Regions from separate parts of the Mus musculus genome. Here all the other regions are linked to region 5. A link is a contact called in public Hi-C, HiChIP or PLAC-seq and Micro-C data. All regions are on one chromosome and are shown on one strand. The core of a region is the stretch at or near the end of the contact, and the rest is flanking DNA. Distances in the headings are between cores, read along the strand shown.

Evidence for each region. HiChIP or PLAC-seq counts read pairs in DNA pulled down with a chosen protein or histone mark. A called contact is a pair of places that touch in the nucleus more often than the background predicts.
Region 1: a contact with region 5 is called in a Hi-C map of muscle stem cells, with 2.5 times the contacts expected there. The contact joins the enhancer-like site here to the promoter of Tbx3os1 in region 5. A contact is called at or near these places in 8 of 39 promoter capture datasets (the 3T3-L1 cell line, 3T3-L1-derived adipocytes, cranial neural crest and 4 more), 1 of 15 datasets of contacts at CTCF or cohesin (the NIH/3T3 cell line), 10 of 484 Hi-C or Micro-C datasets (the MC38 cell line, adipose-derived mesenchymal stem cells, cortical neurons and 4 more), 12 of 115 datasets of contacts at active chromatin or transcription factors (astrocytes, a colorectal cancer cell line, craniofacial prominence and 9 more) and 4 of 9 other capture datasets (adipose tissue, embryonic stem cells, embryonic tail and 1 more).
Region 2: a Micro-C map of palatal mesenchyme shows a contact between it and region 5, with 3 times the contacts expected there. The contact joins the enhancer-like site here to the promoter of Tbx3os1 in region 5. A contact is called at or near these places in 9 of 39 promoter capture datasets (the 3T3-L1 cell line, the C10 cell line, embryonic stem cells and 6 more), 1 of 15 datasets of contacts at CTCF or cohesin (the NIH/3T3 cell line), 9 of 484 Hi-C or Micro-C datasets (the C2C12 cell line, embryonic fibroblasts, muscle stem cells and 4 more), 16 of 115 datasets of contacts at active chromatin or transcription factors (the NIH/3T3 cell line, astrocytes, craniofacial prominence and 10 more) and 4 of 9 other capture datasets (adipose tissue, embryonic stem cells, embryonic tail and 1 more).
Region 3: a contact with region 5 is called in an H3K4me3 HiChIP or PLAC-seq map of embryonic stem cells, with 11 times the contacts expected there. The contact joins the enhancer-like site here to the promoter of Tbx3os1 in region 5. A contact is called at or near these places in 17 of 39 promoter capture datasets (the 3T3-L1 cell line, 3T3-L1-derived adipocytes, the HPC-7 cell line and 9 more), 2 of 15 datasets of contacts at CTCF or cohesin (the NIH/3T3 cell line and embryonic stem cells), 34 of 484 Hi-C or Micro-C datasets (the C2C12 cell line, the HPC-7 cell line, cranial neural crest and 15 more), 25 of 115 datasets of contacts at active chromatin or transcription factors (the NIH/3T3 cell line, astrocytes, craniofacial prominence and 11 more) and 6 of 9 other capture datasets (adipose tissue, embryonic stem cells, embryonic tail and 3 more).
Region 4: a contact with region 5 is called in a CTCF HiChIP or PLAC-seq map of the NIH/3T3 cell line, with 8 read pairs. The contact joins the enhancer-like site here to the promoter of Tbx3os1 in region 5. A contact is called at or near these places in 10 of 39 promoter capture datasets (the 3T3-L1 cell line, the C10 cell line, HPC-7-derived erythroid cells and 5 more), 1 of 15 datasets of contacts at CTCF or cohesin (the NIH/3T3 cell line), 8 of 484 Hi-C or Micro-C datasets (the MC38 cell line, the N1E-115 cell line, adipose-derived mesenchymal stem cells and 4 more), 20 of 115 datasets of contacts at active chromatin or transcription factors (the NIH/3T3 cell line, astrocytes, cardiomyocytes and 12 more) and 6 of 9 other capture datasets (adipose tissue, embryonic stem cells, embryonic tail and 3 more).

What each region holds. Positions count from the first base shown.
Region 1 is chr5:119,166,603-119,169,302 of GRCm38.p6, reverse strand. No RefSeq gene overlaps it. Among named protein-coding and RNA genes, the nearest start is that of Gm7538, 32 kb to the left of the region's middle. Within about 2 kb of position 1,257, at least 92 of the 459 cell types and tissues checked have an H3K27ac peak or open chromatin away from gene starts, as enhancers often do. A contact at or near this core is called in the NIH/3T3 cell line, adipose tissue, adipose-derived mesenchymal stem cells and 6 more, where this site is marked.
Region 2 is chr5:119,264,450-119,267,149 of GRCm38.p6, reverse strand. No RefSeq gene overlaps it. Among named protein-coding and RNA genes, the nearest start is that of Gm31190, 35 kb to the left of the region's middle. Within about 2 kb of position 1,414, at least 33 of the 459 cell types and tissues checked have an H3K27ac peak or open chromatin away from gene starts, as enhancers often do. A contact at or near this core is called in palatal mesenchyme and uterus, where this site is marked.
Region 3 is chr5:119,308,983-119,311,682 of GRCm38.p6, reverse strand. No RefSeq gene overlaps it. Among named protein-coding and RNA genes, the nearest start is that of Gm31190, 9.9 kb to the right of the region's middle. Within about 2 kb of position 1,257, at least 22 of the 459 cell types and tissues checked have an H3K27ac peak or open chromatin away from gene starts, as enhancers often do. A contact at or near this core is called in embryonic stem cells and induced pluripotent stem cells, where this site is marked.
Region 4 is chr5:119,227,457-119,230,156 of GRCm38.p6, reverse strand. No RefSeq gene overlaps it. Among named protein-coding and RNA genes, the nearest start is that of Gm7538, 29 kb to the right of the region's middle. Within about 2 kb of position 1,321, at least 18 of the 459 cell types and tissues checked have an H3K27ac peak or open chromatin away from gene starts, as enhancers often do. A contact at or near this core is called in the MC38 cell line, the N1E-115 cell line, the NIH/3T3 cell line and 1 more, where this site is marked.
Region 5 is chr5:119,670,147-119,672,846 of GRCm38.p6, reverse strand. It overlaps Tbx3os1 (T-box 3, opposite strand 1), which reads left to right and starts at 1,339. Exons shown (of 4, transcript NR_166476.1): 1 at 1,339-1,596. Tbx3 (T-box 3) reads right to left here and starts at 1,614. Exons shown (of 8, transcript NM_011535.3): 1 at 443-1,614. The coding sequence starts at 831.

The DNA of each region.
Region 1 (2,700 bases), core at 8-2,507, 500 kb after region 5:
TCTAATATTTAGATTGCCTGATAAAAAAGTAAAGATCCACTAGGTATAAACATGCTTGTAAGAATACTATGGGATGTTTTTGCGCACGCGAGTGTGTGTGTGTGTGTGTGTGTGTGTGTGTGTGTGTGTGTGTGTGCATGGCACTGTACATATGCAGAGATCAGAGAACAACTTGTAAGAGCCAGTTCTGGTTCTCTGCTTCCACCGTGTGGGTCCTAGGGATTGAACTCAGGACATCAGACTTGGTGGCAAGCACCTTTAGCTGCTGAGCCATATTGCCGTCCCAAACGCTATAGACTTTTACAGATTTATTTTTACATCAAATCCACTTTGGTTCTAATTGCTTCCGAAGCTAGGCCACCTCTTGGGACTGTTGACATTATGGTGGTGTGTGTGTGACTTTCCAGATATCTAGAGTTCTTATATTCATACATATTCATCGAAGATTATTTGAAACAAAATTAGGCTGTGTGATTCTTATTGTATCAGGACTTGATGGTTCATTAATCGGATGTCATTTGCATTTCTGTGTGGACTGGGATTCTGGCCTGTGGTTGTGCCTCATTACTGAGTACTCCTCTTCTGGTAGTTTCAGAATCAAATCTCCATTGGTCAATAACGGATGAGCGATCTTGTAGTTTGGTCAATAATGGATCTTGTAGTCCGAGTTCTACCCCAATTACAAGCAGCGTGGATCAAAACATCTACGCTCTTCTGGGTGCTAATTTTGAAAATGTGCGCTATAACAGACATGAAATGAAAAAAGGCCCTACCTACTCTGCCCTTGACAATTCTGTTCTGTCCTGTTTATAATTTTTCGATGCTTGAGAAGGATCTTGACTCGTTTTCCTTGTGGTTTTTTTGTTTGGATTTTGTTTTGGAGTTGACTGGTGAAACCCAGGGCCTTCCACGGGTTAAGCACTGCTCTCTGCAGAGCAAGGTCCTCACCCATCCCACTGATATTTCCTTTCTACCGGGTCCTAGGGGTGGTGCTAAAACTTGAAAATATCATAATCATCGCTCTCTCCCCCTGTGTCTTTTAGGGGGAGATTGTCCTAAAAGGTAACAAGAGCATCAGGGCGGGAATTCAAAGACCAAGTTCTCACTCAGCTCTCCCTCCCCGTGATAGGAAAACACCAGTTTCCCCAGCTAAAGGGAATTGCATCTGAGCTTGGTTTCTCTGCTCTCTTTGCACTCTGGTGCACGCCGCTGTTTTCCGTGAGCCCTCCCCCCCCCAAGCCTGTATAACTTACGGTCCACACCACGTGGTCACCCGCACCCCACCCAGCTTCCCATGACTCAGTCCCCCACACTCATCCCTGAGTCATGAGAGAATGGAACGGCTTAGTAAAGCCGGGCACGCAGCCAGAGAGCGACAGAACGTGTCCAGAAAAATCAGGGATTCTCTTTTCTGCCAGAGAGGCACGGGTGGACACAGTCGATTCTTCGTGGCTGGGCTGGAGGACTTTCTGAATGCTGGCTGCCGGGGAGTGGGGGTGAGGGCGTTCCTCCCTGTGCTTGGCAGCCATTGGGAACAGGCTTGTTATTCAGCAAGCAAAGGAACTAACAGCCGAACTACCATGGGACCGACCATGGCGAACTTTCCTCCTATGTCTCCTTGAGATACCTTGCCAGGGTTTGCATGAGAAGATTCCCCCAGGGGGTCCATGGGTTTGAACACTCAGTCCCCAGTAAGCGGCGCTGTTTGGGGGAGGTGGCGGAGCCTAACTGGCACCACAGGGGCACAGGGATAGGTCTAGAGGTTTATGGTCCAGACCTGCTTCCTGGCCTAGCTCTTGGCACCCCCACCAGCTACTGACATGCAACCAGGCACTTGCCTTGCTGAGACAGTGGACTGGATGCCCTGAAGCGCGAGTCAAAATAAACGTCTGTTTTTAAGTCATGTATCTGATCATTGCGACTGCAACAGACATCTTCATTATAAGCCAGCCGTTTTCTCTCCCTGACTAATAGAAACTGAATTTGTTGAGCAGTCAGTGTGTTTCAGGCTCTATCCTTGGCACTTGGAGTATCTTATTCCATTCGGTCCTCAGACAACCCCTTGATAGACACTGCTGTCATATTTATTGTAAAGTGGAGAAACTGAGTCTCAGGGAGGCAGTCAAAGTACATTGCCACATATTTAAGAGAGGGTGATCTTCTGGCTTTGTGTATAACTGTGATAAGCATGGAATAAAAGTGTCTAGTGGATATTAATAACCCTCAGTTATATGAATATGCAAATGATTCTGATACCACGCTCCTACCAGGAGCTGTCCAAAAGTGAGTGATTTAAAACTGTGAATGTCTGTTATCTTACACCTTCTGTTGGTCAGGACTGTGGGAGTAGCATCGCTGCGGTTCTGTCTCATTGGCTCACATGATCAGGAGTGTAGCCATCTCATTGAAGGGTTCAACTGGGCATAAGTCCATTTCCAAGCTTTTCTGTGAGGTGGTGTCGGGAAGAACCAGCAACTCTCTGTGTGGGTCTTTCTTCTTCTAAAGCAGCTTCAATAGGTCAATAGAGAGGGAAAGAGGAAGAGGGAGATGGAGGGAGGGAGGGGAAGAAACAGGAGAAGGAGAGGGGAGAGGAAAGGAGATCTTGATGGGAACAAAGGAAGGAAGAAAGGGAGAGAAGATGGGAAAGAGAGAGACATTGCTGTAACTGTGTTGCCTAACTCAAAAGTGATACTCTTTTGA
Region 2 (2,700 bases), core at 165-2,664, 410 kb after region 5:
CTAACTGGTTTCCTTATTGGAAAGACTTCTAGAAACATTCACCAAACAGTGTCAATGAGAACCACAGCTTTAAAATATTCTTTAATTAGTTATGCATATTTTATGATCAATATTTTATGTAACTATAAGCAAATGAATTCTCTGTACAGAACCGGCTGATCTCACATCAAGACTTGTTGGTCATAAACTTGACCTCAGAAGGGACATTCATAAATCTGCTGCAGCCCTGCATGGCATGCTTCATTCATTCTGGTTTGGTCTCTGGCTACTGAGATCCCGTGAGGCTGTAGACCCCACACTCAGTTGGAAGAACTTATCTTTTCCTTGTTTTAAATTATGTGGGTATGTGGGAGGTGGAGGGTTGTGCACATGAGTGCAGTGCCCAGAGAGGCCAGAAGAGGGCGTCGGATCCCGTGGAGCTCCAGCCACAGATGATCTGAATGGGTGCTAGGAACAGAACTGAGTTCCTTTGCAAGAGCAGCAAGTGCTCTTCAACACTCCAGCATCTCTCCGGATCCAAACTCCTGTCTTAGGATGACTGAAGCTCTGCACTTAGGCTGCCTTGACTGGTACTGCTAACCAGGTAAGGACCTCCCAGACAGACCCCAAACACCTTTTTACGAGCAGGGGAAAAGAAAGAAGAAAACTTGGGTCAAAGTCCAGGTCAGTGAGAAGGAAGGGGGCCATGTCTCAGCTGGAGTCTGTCGACTGGCTGGGAGACCCAAAACCACTTGCACATTTTGGTTCAACAAACCAGATGTTGAGCATGTAAACTCAAATCTATTACCAAGAAGACAGAAGAAACCCATTTAAATGGCTGTTTTCATGTCCAGCCAGCACAACATTGATGAAAATGGGAATTAGAGTCACTTGAAGTCGGATCTTTCACCAAGAGATGTCTTTGGTTACACGGCTCAACATCCTCATTTTGGTCCAACCGTGGAAGGAAAGTAAAGAGTCCCCAGCAGCCTTTGAAAACACACGTCTGAGAGCGAGGCTGTGAAATGGCCCATGTCTCCTCCCAGGCCTTTAAAAGCCTGTATGTATTAATTTGTATGTCACATCATTCCAACTGCCGTGTACCGTTTGCCCTTGGGGACTGGGGGGGGGAGGTGGGGGGGGCGGGAAGAGTCATTCTCCAGAATGTCTGCCAGTGTGAGCATCGCTGGTGTTAACTGGTATGCTTTGTTTTGTCTCTGAGCGAACATGTTCTTCTGCGTGTGTGTGGCATGCATTCAGGTTTGAACCAGTCCCTCAACATGTGCCAGGTTCAAATCCAGCAGCACTTGGGCCTGCTTTCCACGTGGGAGACCCCGACAAGCCAGTTAGTTGGCATGGCAGCCCTCTGCTGCTCCAGGACAGAGGATCCTTCATCCTTTCTCCCCTCTTCCCCTCCACAGTCTGGGACCACATCTCCCAAGAAGTCTCCTCCTCTTTCTGTCTGCTCAGTCATCAGTGGCAGCCGGCCCAAGACGGAGGTGTGTTTTACATTTGAGATGCATCCGCTTCTGGGACTCACTCAGTTAAGTTGATTGGGAAGCCCTGTGTTTCTGATCCAAAAAACACAGAACAAAACAAAAGAACCGGGAAAGAAGCAGATTTTTGCCCCCTTCTCTTCGTGTGGATTTTAAACAACAAATCTTTTCAACTTAGCTCGCAAGAATAAGAGAAAACGAGTGCTTGGCTCGTGCTCTCTCCACTGCCTTCCCTTGCAGGGTGCGGGCCTCCCAGCTGAGACATGATTGGATTATTGCGGATGGAGAGGCTGGACTCTTCCTCTGGGTCTGTTACTTTGGGATTCCTGCCCAGGAAAAATCGGAGCTGGATGAACGAAGAGACTGCTGAAACCACAAAGAAATTAAACCAGCACGCATCGCCGGCCGGAGCCCCGGTTTGGCTGGCTTACATTTCCAGGCTAAATGGCTGGAACTCTATCTTCTACCGAGAGGCTTTGAAGACATTTTGGCTAAGAAAATGTGCAGCAAGGATGGAGGATGTGGTTGGTTGGTTGGTTTGTTGGTTGATTGGTTGAGAGCTCAGCTGGCATTTCCAAGGGCTCTGGGTTCTGTTATGGCTTACACCAAGTGTAGTGGCACAGGCTATAATCTCAGCACTTGGGAGACAGGAAGATCGGAAGTTCAAGGCTATCCTCAGCTACATCATGAGGTCAAGGGCAGAGAGCACAATGAATCTTCTTTTGCTTCTAAAAACCTCTGGAGACAACTGATTCCCAGTTAGCATACCCCAACACAGAAAAGCCAATTTACAAAACAGACCCTACGCTCATTATTTGCAATCCACATTTCTTTGGGAATTTAAAGTATTTTAAAATTTAAAATAAATTTAACTCGCTGCTTAAACTTCTATCCCATTTACAAATCATGAGTGGCACCACTCTTTTGCTGGTTTTCAACACCTAATAACTGTGCTTAAAAATGACACCTCATTTTGCTTAAGCCAAGCCTTGTGGCATTCAGTACTCAGGAGACAGAGGCAGGTGGATTTCTGTGAGTTCCAGTCCAGCCTGGTCTACATGGGGAGACCTTCTTTCATGTATATATATTTCCCCCCAAAATGAAAAATGTACATTTTTAATTCAATTTTCTAAATAGTAAGCACTCAGAATTTTTATTATTCCCCCCCAAAACATCACATATTTAAAGTGGGTCTTTGGGGACTATTTTTGTTTGAGCTTACTTT
Region 3 (2,700 bases), core at 8-2,507, 360 kb after region 5:
ATGGAATAGTCTACAGCCGTGAAAACAAAGGAACTCCAGCTACATGCAAGAGTTATGATTCTTTCAAATGTCACAAAGACACACAGACACACAGACACACACACATACAGAGACACACACAGACACAGACACACAGACACACAGACACACACACACACACACACACACACACACACACACACACACAAGTGGTGCTCCTGAAAGAATTTAGAAATCAAGCACAGACACACTGTCTTCTTGATTGACCCGCATACAGGTAACAATGTTGCTAAGAACAGTGAAGGTGCTTTGTCTTGTTGATTGAAGGATGCACAGGTAACAGTGTTGCTAAGACCCGTGGGAAGAATGCAGTCAGACCAGACCACGGGAGAGATGTCCTAAAAGGGAGCAGGTTGTGTGTGTGTGTGTGTGTGTGTGTGTGTGTGTGTGTTCAGGTGACTGTGATCAGAAAGTGACTTGAGGGTTACAGGACACCAGCCACGATGTTTTCTTTGACCAGAGTGATGGTTGAATGACTGCTAAATTTTACTATTATATTGATTGATTGTACATATTTTCTCCTCCCTCCCTCCCCCTTTCTCCCCTTTCATTCTTTCCATTTCCCTCTTCCTTTCCTTCTCTTTCTCCCTCCCTCTCTCCCTCCTTCTCTCTTTCTCCCTCTGTCCTTCCCCCCTCTCCTCCTCCCTCTCTTCCCTTTCACTCTTTCCATTTCCCTCTTCCTTCTCTTACTTTCGTTCTCCTTCCCTCCTTATCTCTCTCCCTCCCTCTCCCCCACTTTCCCCTTTCTCAGTGTTAGAGACTGAACCCAGGGCCTTGAAGATGGTAGGAAAGCATTGTATCCCTGAGTTACATCCTCAGGCCCCTGTTCTAGTCACACTTTGGTGTAAGTTGAAACAGGTGTGCACACTCAGTATGAGTGCATAACTCAAAGATCTGGCCAGCATGGCGTCGTGTTACAAAAACATCCCGAAAGCTGGCTGGGTAGCTCTGCCAAGGAGCTCCAGTTCACTCCTGGAAATGGCAGCTTTGGAGTGATGTGATGCCCGTGCCTCTCACCAGAGGCTTTGACACATCCTGAGTCTGACATGATGTCACACTGGAGAAGGAGAAGCAGGCACTAGGCACATCCCCCAGGGATAAAGGCACAGATGAGAAGCCCAGAGAAACTCCAAGGTCACCCATCACTTGAGCTAAGGATGCTCTTGGCATCCTTCAGGCCTCAGCACAAGGGGCTTAACCAGCAGCGCCTCACCCATATCTCAAGCTCTAGCCAGTTAGATCCAGACTGGGCCTGCACTCAGCTGCCTAGCTGCACAAAAGCACTATTGTTCCGTCTTATTTTCATGGAGGAAGTAGCCCATCACAGCTACAGGAGTCTTGGCCAAGCCTCGGGCATGAACAGGGGAAGGTGCTTCTCCCTCTGTTGGCTGTTGACAGCCGAGCGTCTGCCTTGGCCACGCCAGCCCTTAACAAAGTGCCCAGCACCCAGGATCCGCAGCAAGGGCAGCGGAAATAGGAGCCTCTGAATTCCAGGAGTCACATGGTGCCTATTCTGAGGCTAGCCTCCTTCCCCTCCCCCAAAGTGCTATGCCTTGGTCACAGAGCGTTCACACCAAGTATAAAACAAGAACACACCTCCGTTTGGATTGGACGGACTAAGCCATTTCATCAGAAAAGGATCAGCTCCTGCGAGGGCACTCACTAGGGTCCACTGAGCCAAGACCTAATTAAACCTCCTGGAAGAAGGATCTCTTGTTCAAGAAAGGGAGGTCTGTGCTGTGTCTTTGGAGAAATCGCCCAGCGTCCTGCCCTTGGGTTGCCCTGGCTAATGTTATGTCAACTTGGCATAAACTAGAGTCAACTAAAAGGAGGAACCCCTGATGGAGAAAATGCCATCCATAAGATCAGGCTCTAAACCAGATTATTGATTGATGGGGGAGGACCCAGCCCATTATGGGTCATGTCATCCTTGGGCTGGCTCTTCTGGCCTCTATAAGAAATTAGGGGGAACAAGCCAGTAAGCAGCACCCCTCCATGGCTTCTACACCAGCTCCTGACTCTAGGTTTGAGTTCCTGACCTGGCTTCTTTCGATGATGGATTACAATGTGGAAGTGTAAGTCAAATAAACCCTTTCCTCCCTGACTTGCTATTTGGTCCTAATGTTTCATCACAGCCAGAGAAGCCTCAACAAGGACATGGCCGCCAGAAAAGCACACGGAATACGTGTCGAGGATGGGCTCAGTGCAGAGAATGTTGACATTGCCATGGCAATGTGAGATTCGTCGGAGAGTAGCCATCAGTCAACTGCTCTGTGAAGTGCGTGGGTCTGTGGCCACAGCTTAATTCCAAAGATAAAGTGAAAAACAGCGAATGAAGCTCTTCCCCAAAAGCATGTGTAGAGAGGGAATTGTTTTTTCTCTTTTCTTTGCTTTGAAAAGCTGGGAGGAAACTTTGACAAACGGGAAGGATGCTGATCCTGATGCAAACACTATGGGCATCAATGATGCTAATGTTTAAGGATAGAACTATTACTGCAGAGAAGATGGAGAACAGGAAAGAAGGATGGGAGGGATGGGGGAGGAGGAAGGAAAGTAGGAAGACAATAGAAACCGGACGAGGAACGGAGGGAGAATGAAAAGGGCCTCGTTGTTCCTTGAGTACCTACTATGTGCCACAGATCATGGCTGTGGGTCCTTCCT
Region 4 (2,700 bases), core at 72-2,571, 440 kb after region 5:
ACACAGTCCATCGCTGAGGGAAGCCGAGGTAGGAACTCAAGGTAAAGACAATGAAGCAGAGACCATGAGAAAATGCTATTTACTGTCTTGTTCCCTGGCTTGCCCATATTTTTCATCTATCAGCAATTAAAACCATGCTCCCATAGCCATGACCTCAGGCCAATCTGATGGAGGCAGTTTCTTGGTGAGGTTTCCTCTTCTCAAGTGTGTCGAGTTTGTGGGAAGCCGCCCTCACATTCGCCGTTGCAAGATGGCGCTGACATCCTGTGTTCTAAGTGGTAAACAAATAATCTGCGCATGTGCCAAGGGTAGTTTTCCACCCCATGTGCTCTGCCTTCCCCGTGACGACAACTCGGCCGATGGGCTGCAGCCAATCAGGGAGTAATACATCCTAGGCGGAGAATAATTCTCCTTAAAGAGGGACGGGGTTTCGCTTTCGTTTTGGGCTTGGGGCTTGCACTCTTGCTCCTGAAGATGTAAGCAATAAAGTTTTGCCGCAGAAGATTCCGGTTTGTTGCGTTCTTCCTGGCCGGTCGCGAGAACGCGTGTAAGACGAGTTGGCAACCAAGATTAGCCATTACAGACCCCAAAGGCACACCCACAAGAGCGTACTTCCTTCACCTTCATGGGCAACCCTCCTGCTCACCACCCCGTGGTGTCTGTATAGAACCACGGATGTGCTCTGAGCACAGGGCTGAGTTTATAGGTGGCTGGGAATCACATGGGGTGAGACAGAGATGAGACATGGGTTGTCTCCTCAGGTGCCTGGGCAGAGCAAGTCCACAGAAGAAATGAACAAGTTTCTGTCAGTGTTAGCATCGTCTGGGCTTTCAGAATCATGGCCTTGAAATGCCAAGGGCCCTGTGAAGGCATTTGGGTTTTTAGATGGACCCTCTTTCTCTGTCACTGTGACCAAATGCCTATCAGGGACAATCCAAGTGGGGAGGGATCAATGGTGGTCCACAGTTTACAGGGTGTGGTTGCTCCTGACAGCCAGGAAGGCATGGCAAGTCCAGCAGTGCCCTTCTTGGCTCTGACAGTGGGAGAGTTTGCATGAGGGCAGTCAGCAGGATGTAAAGCTGGCCTGTGACCTGCCTGCTCCCATGGCTGGATGAATTCCACCCAATACTCTGTGTCTAAAAGGTTCCCACTATATCCTCAGAGAATACCACTAAGCTGGGGGCGTGGAGGAGGTGGGGGCGGTGTTTAAACACAGGAGCCTGTGGGAAATACTTGCCAGTTGAACCATCAGAGCACCCCTTCTGGAATCTGTGGGTCCTGGAGTCAGCCAAGGAGCCTTGCTTCAGGGAAAAGCCGAGCGGAGCTGAGTCAGACATTAGCCATAACTCACACACTTCCGGAACACACTGAAGAGACTTGAACTCTGGAGGTGAGCATCTCAGAAACACCCAGACAGAGGGGGAGAAAGAGATGAAGGTAATGTGTGCACACTTGGGACCAGGACTTGGGGTGTTTGACGATGTAAACCAAGCTGACCCAAGATCTCAAGCTGCCCTTTTGTACATAATTAGAGAACCCAAGATCTATATTTTCTTTTACACTGTGGGTGATTACTCAAGACTCTCGGGGCTTTCCCTGGAGGTGTTGGGAGGAAATGTATTTGGTGTTCCTGCCAAAGTTCTCTCAGTCACGAATGAGGCCACTTAGTAGGACCAGCTCCCATCAATACATGATTAAGTACAGACGTGCCTGGATTCCAGGTGATGAATTAAGATCTTCTTATTGGAAAACAGAAGCGACTGATTAATACTTCAATTCCCATCCCTATCAACCAACAGTGCTCGTGCTGTGTATAGTGGGGTGGATTTGCAGAGCTGGACTGGGGTTCTCCTGTTAAATATTAACTAAAATCACGTTTGAATTTCTGCAATATTTCTGGGTTCCTGGGTACAAAGCCAGACACAGACTCAGGTAAATGACGGTAAGGCACAAGCATTTAGAGTGGACACGTGAATTGTCACGTAAACACGAGTGATCAGGGAGAGGGATGTCAAGAAAAACTTTCATTAGCGTCCCCCTAAGCTGGTCTTAACAGCCTGGTGTAATTTGGCTAATGGAGTCTGCACTGCTCATTAAATTATAAGGACATTAAAAAGATCTCTAAAACAATGCTAATATTCCAGAGGGTTAATTAGTCCTGGAATTAAAAAGCTAAACCCACAGATTCTATCTGATTTGATGAGGGAGGAAAGGGAAGCATTCTGCAGAACAGAAACCATGCCGTGAGTTGAGACACTCCTTAATCTTTGGGCATTGATGGTTTTTAGGGGAACCTCTTGCTTCCAGTTTAAAACTGATTCCAGGCCTACTCAATTTCAATTTCACCTAGAAGGAGGCTAGATAGACCAGGAAAAGGTCTGGGCTGAAGGCCTGATGATAATGTCACCTCTATTTTATAGACAAATGACATTGAGCTTCAGAGGGCTGTGGTCCCTTTCCAAGGATCTATGGTCCCTTGTTCCGAAAGCCACAAGGCCAGTGAGTGTAGCACCTGGGTCTCCAGTATCAAATGCGGGAGTTTGCACTCTTAATTAAACTTTGCTAAAACCAAACTAAATGGTAGGCAGATGGAGACAGACAGATTCAGAGACGTTCTAAAGAAGGTCTCTTCAGTAGTCAAGGTCCTTCCACAATGGGATGCCCATGTCCCAAAGGTGAGAGTCATCCTGGTTTGTGGGT
Region 5 (2,700 bases), core at 90-2,589:
GGGCCTGCGGAATCCTCCCGGGTCTCCCACTGCTGTCTAAGAGGGGCTTTAAGGTCTGTCCTGGGAAATAAAATCCAACAGAAAGAACTAAACGTAAAGAATATTTCAGAATGGCTTCACAAACGGGCTTCCTGCAACAAGGTGATTTTCTCGAATGCTGCAGAAGCCGAGTGCGCGGTCTCCTTCAATGGAAAACACCCTGTATTTTGTAAGGAACCCCGGATACGAGTCCCTAGGAACCATACTGAGGGCCCGGGTAGGCTGAAACTTCCTGACCCTTAAGGCAGGGCCCTGGAGTCTCCGCATATTTGGGGGGACAGGAAGTTTTCGTTTCAAACGTCAACAGTCAGCCAGAATCTACTGTTTTAAGAGTCAGACAAAAGAGATGTGAAATTTTTCAGATGGTTTGGGGGGAGGGGTCCCCCACTGATTACTTACTTACCTTCCTGACTTCGTGATGACCATCTCTGTACCCCGCTTGTGAAACTGGTCCCAAAGTTCCTTGGCCTCCAGGTGCACCTTAGGGTCATCTTCTACGTCTTCTTCGGGTTCCATGGTCTTCAGAGGCCTCAGATGTGCCTGGGGTCCCAGGGATGAGAAAGGGATGCCGGTCTCAGCAGCCCCCACTAACTGATCCATGATGGGCTTGGCCAGAGCTCCGGGGAGCGAGAGCGCCGCGGCGCCGTTGGGAGGCAGCGTTAGCGCGGGGAAGAAAGGCGGCTGGTGGCCCAGTACCGCGCTCATGGCGAAGTCCGGCGCCCGGTGAGGTAGGAAGGGATGATAGGCCATGCTTGTCCCAGGGATAACCGGATCTCTCATGGAGAGGCTCATCCACTCCAGACAGGGAACCAGTCCGCAGCTGCTGGCTTGGCTCCGCTTTTGTTGTTGCTTTTCAAAAATAATAATTAAAAAATTCAACAGCGACGCATAGTTTTGTTTAAAATAAAAAAGAGGGCAAATTACAAATAAAGCGTTTGAAAGGGAGGGGGAAAGTGTCTTTGGGGGGAAGAGAACGCCGCTTTTAAAGAGGACAAAGCGGCAGCAGATCTGGAGACATAGCCGCTGCAGGGGCTGTCCTGGTGCGTGGAGTGTGTTGGAAAAGCCGCTCCTGGAAGTCGGTTTCAGTAGGGCAAGCAGCAAGCAGGGGCTCGACTGGCGCCCAAGCCCTGTGGCTTAGCTGGAAATAGACACTGCAGCCCTTTCCCGGGGTGGCTCCCCGGCTCCCACGCTCTTTGTTGCCAAAGCGCAAGGTTCTCGGAGACTTTTTTTTTTAACCTTTTTTTCGACTCCTTCCCCCGCCCCCTAGCTCTTCTCTGGCTTTCTCGCAGGAGGCGTCTTAGTTGAGCTAGACTCTGGCTTTCACAGGCAGCGAGATCAAGGGGGGGAGGAAAAGTCTCTCCTTTAAAAAAAAAAAAAAAAAAAAAGCGATTTAAGCCCCTTTCCAGCGGCGCTTTCAAAACTAGAACTGCGAAGCTGGCTTCGGTTCGCGATCCTCCTCTCTGGCTCCGGGCTGCGCGCAGAGTCTGGGTGGCGAGCGAATGGTGCCTGCGATCTTCTGCCTCGGGGAGCCGGCTGTCTTCCTTGTGCTAAAAAAACGTGAGCGAAATCGCTTTCCTAAAAATAATAAATTAAAAAAAAATCAGCGTCCGGGCACGCAGGGCGAGGGAGGATCAAGAAGACGGGTGCAAAAAAAAAAAAATAGGAAAGAAGGAAGAGAACGGAGTGATTGGGAGCTGGAGTAGGCAAGTAGAGGGAGGGAGAGAAAGAGAGAAAGAGAGCGAGCGAGCACCTCGCCACCCTCCTCCGCCTCTAGAATTCCCCGGGCGTCTGCTCGGCGGCTCTGGACGGTCCGGCAGCGCTGTGGGCTGCGGGAGCCCGAGGCTTGTTGATTGGCTCTTTGACGCTTTCGGACCAATTGTGTGGCTGCATAGGCGTGGTTTTCACAGGTCGAGTGCTGGGGGAATAGAGCCGAGTTATAAAAAGAAGGTGTCGGAAACTGGAACGTCGCTGCGCCGCGCGGTACTACGGCCTGTCCTGCGTTTATGTCAACATGATCAGAGGGGAGGGCGGGGAGCCACCAGGGCGCCGCGCGCTCACCAAAGTCGCCTCTAGGTGGCTGATCCAGAAGAGAGTTCGCAGCAGCCTGAGAGCTCGCCGCGGCTCCTCAGCTCAGCCTACGTCTGAAAGGCCTCAGCCATCCAAGCCGGGGGATCCGGGGAGGAGGCTGGGCCAGGGAGGAAGGGGGAGGGAGCGAGGGCGGGAGCCAGGCAGCTTGCCCGGCTTCCGAGGCGCCGGGCAGGGGCGCTCGCCTCTCGCGCGCTCCGAGCGCTACAGTTCAAGCCCGCGGCCGCTTCTCTTGTGCGGATCTGCAGCTTCTTCCCTTTCCCGGGCCCCGGGCTAGCCGAGCTGGCCGCCGAACCTCTCTTTCGGCCAATAAGCCTTAACAAAAGCTCCAGGCTCGCGTAGCTCTGAAGGGAGCCCCACATGGAACCGCCCAGCCACCTCTGAGTCAGATCCTCTAGCTCCTGCGCCCGGGTGCTTCGGATTCCCGAGCCACTAGCGCAGGGGATCCCACCAATCTTTCTGCCCGCTGCCTGCTCCCCACCCGCAGCCACGTGCAGAGACCCAAATGCCCCTTGGGATTCTGGGCCCGAACGCGCGCCGACATACTGAGACCGAGCCCCCACGCGGAAAAATAAA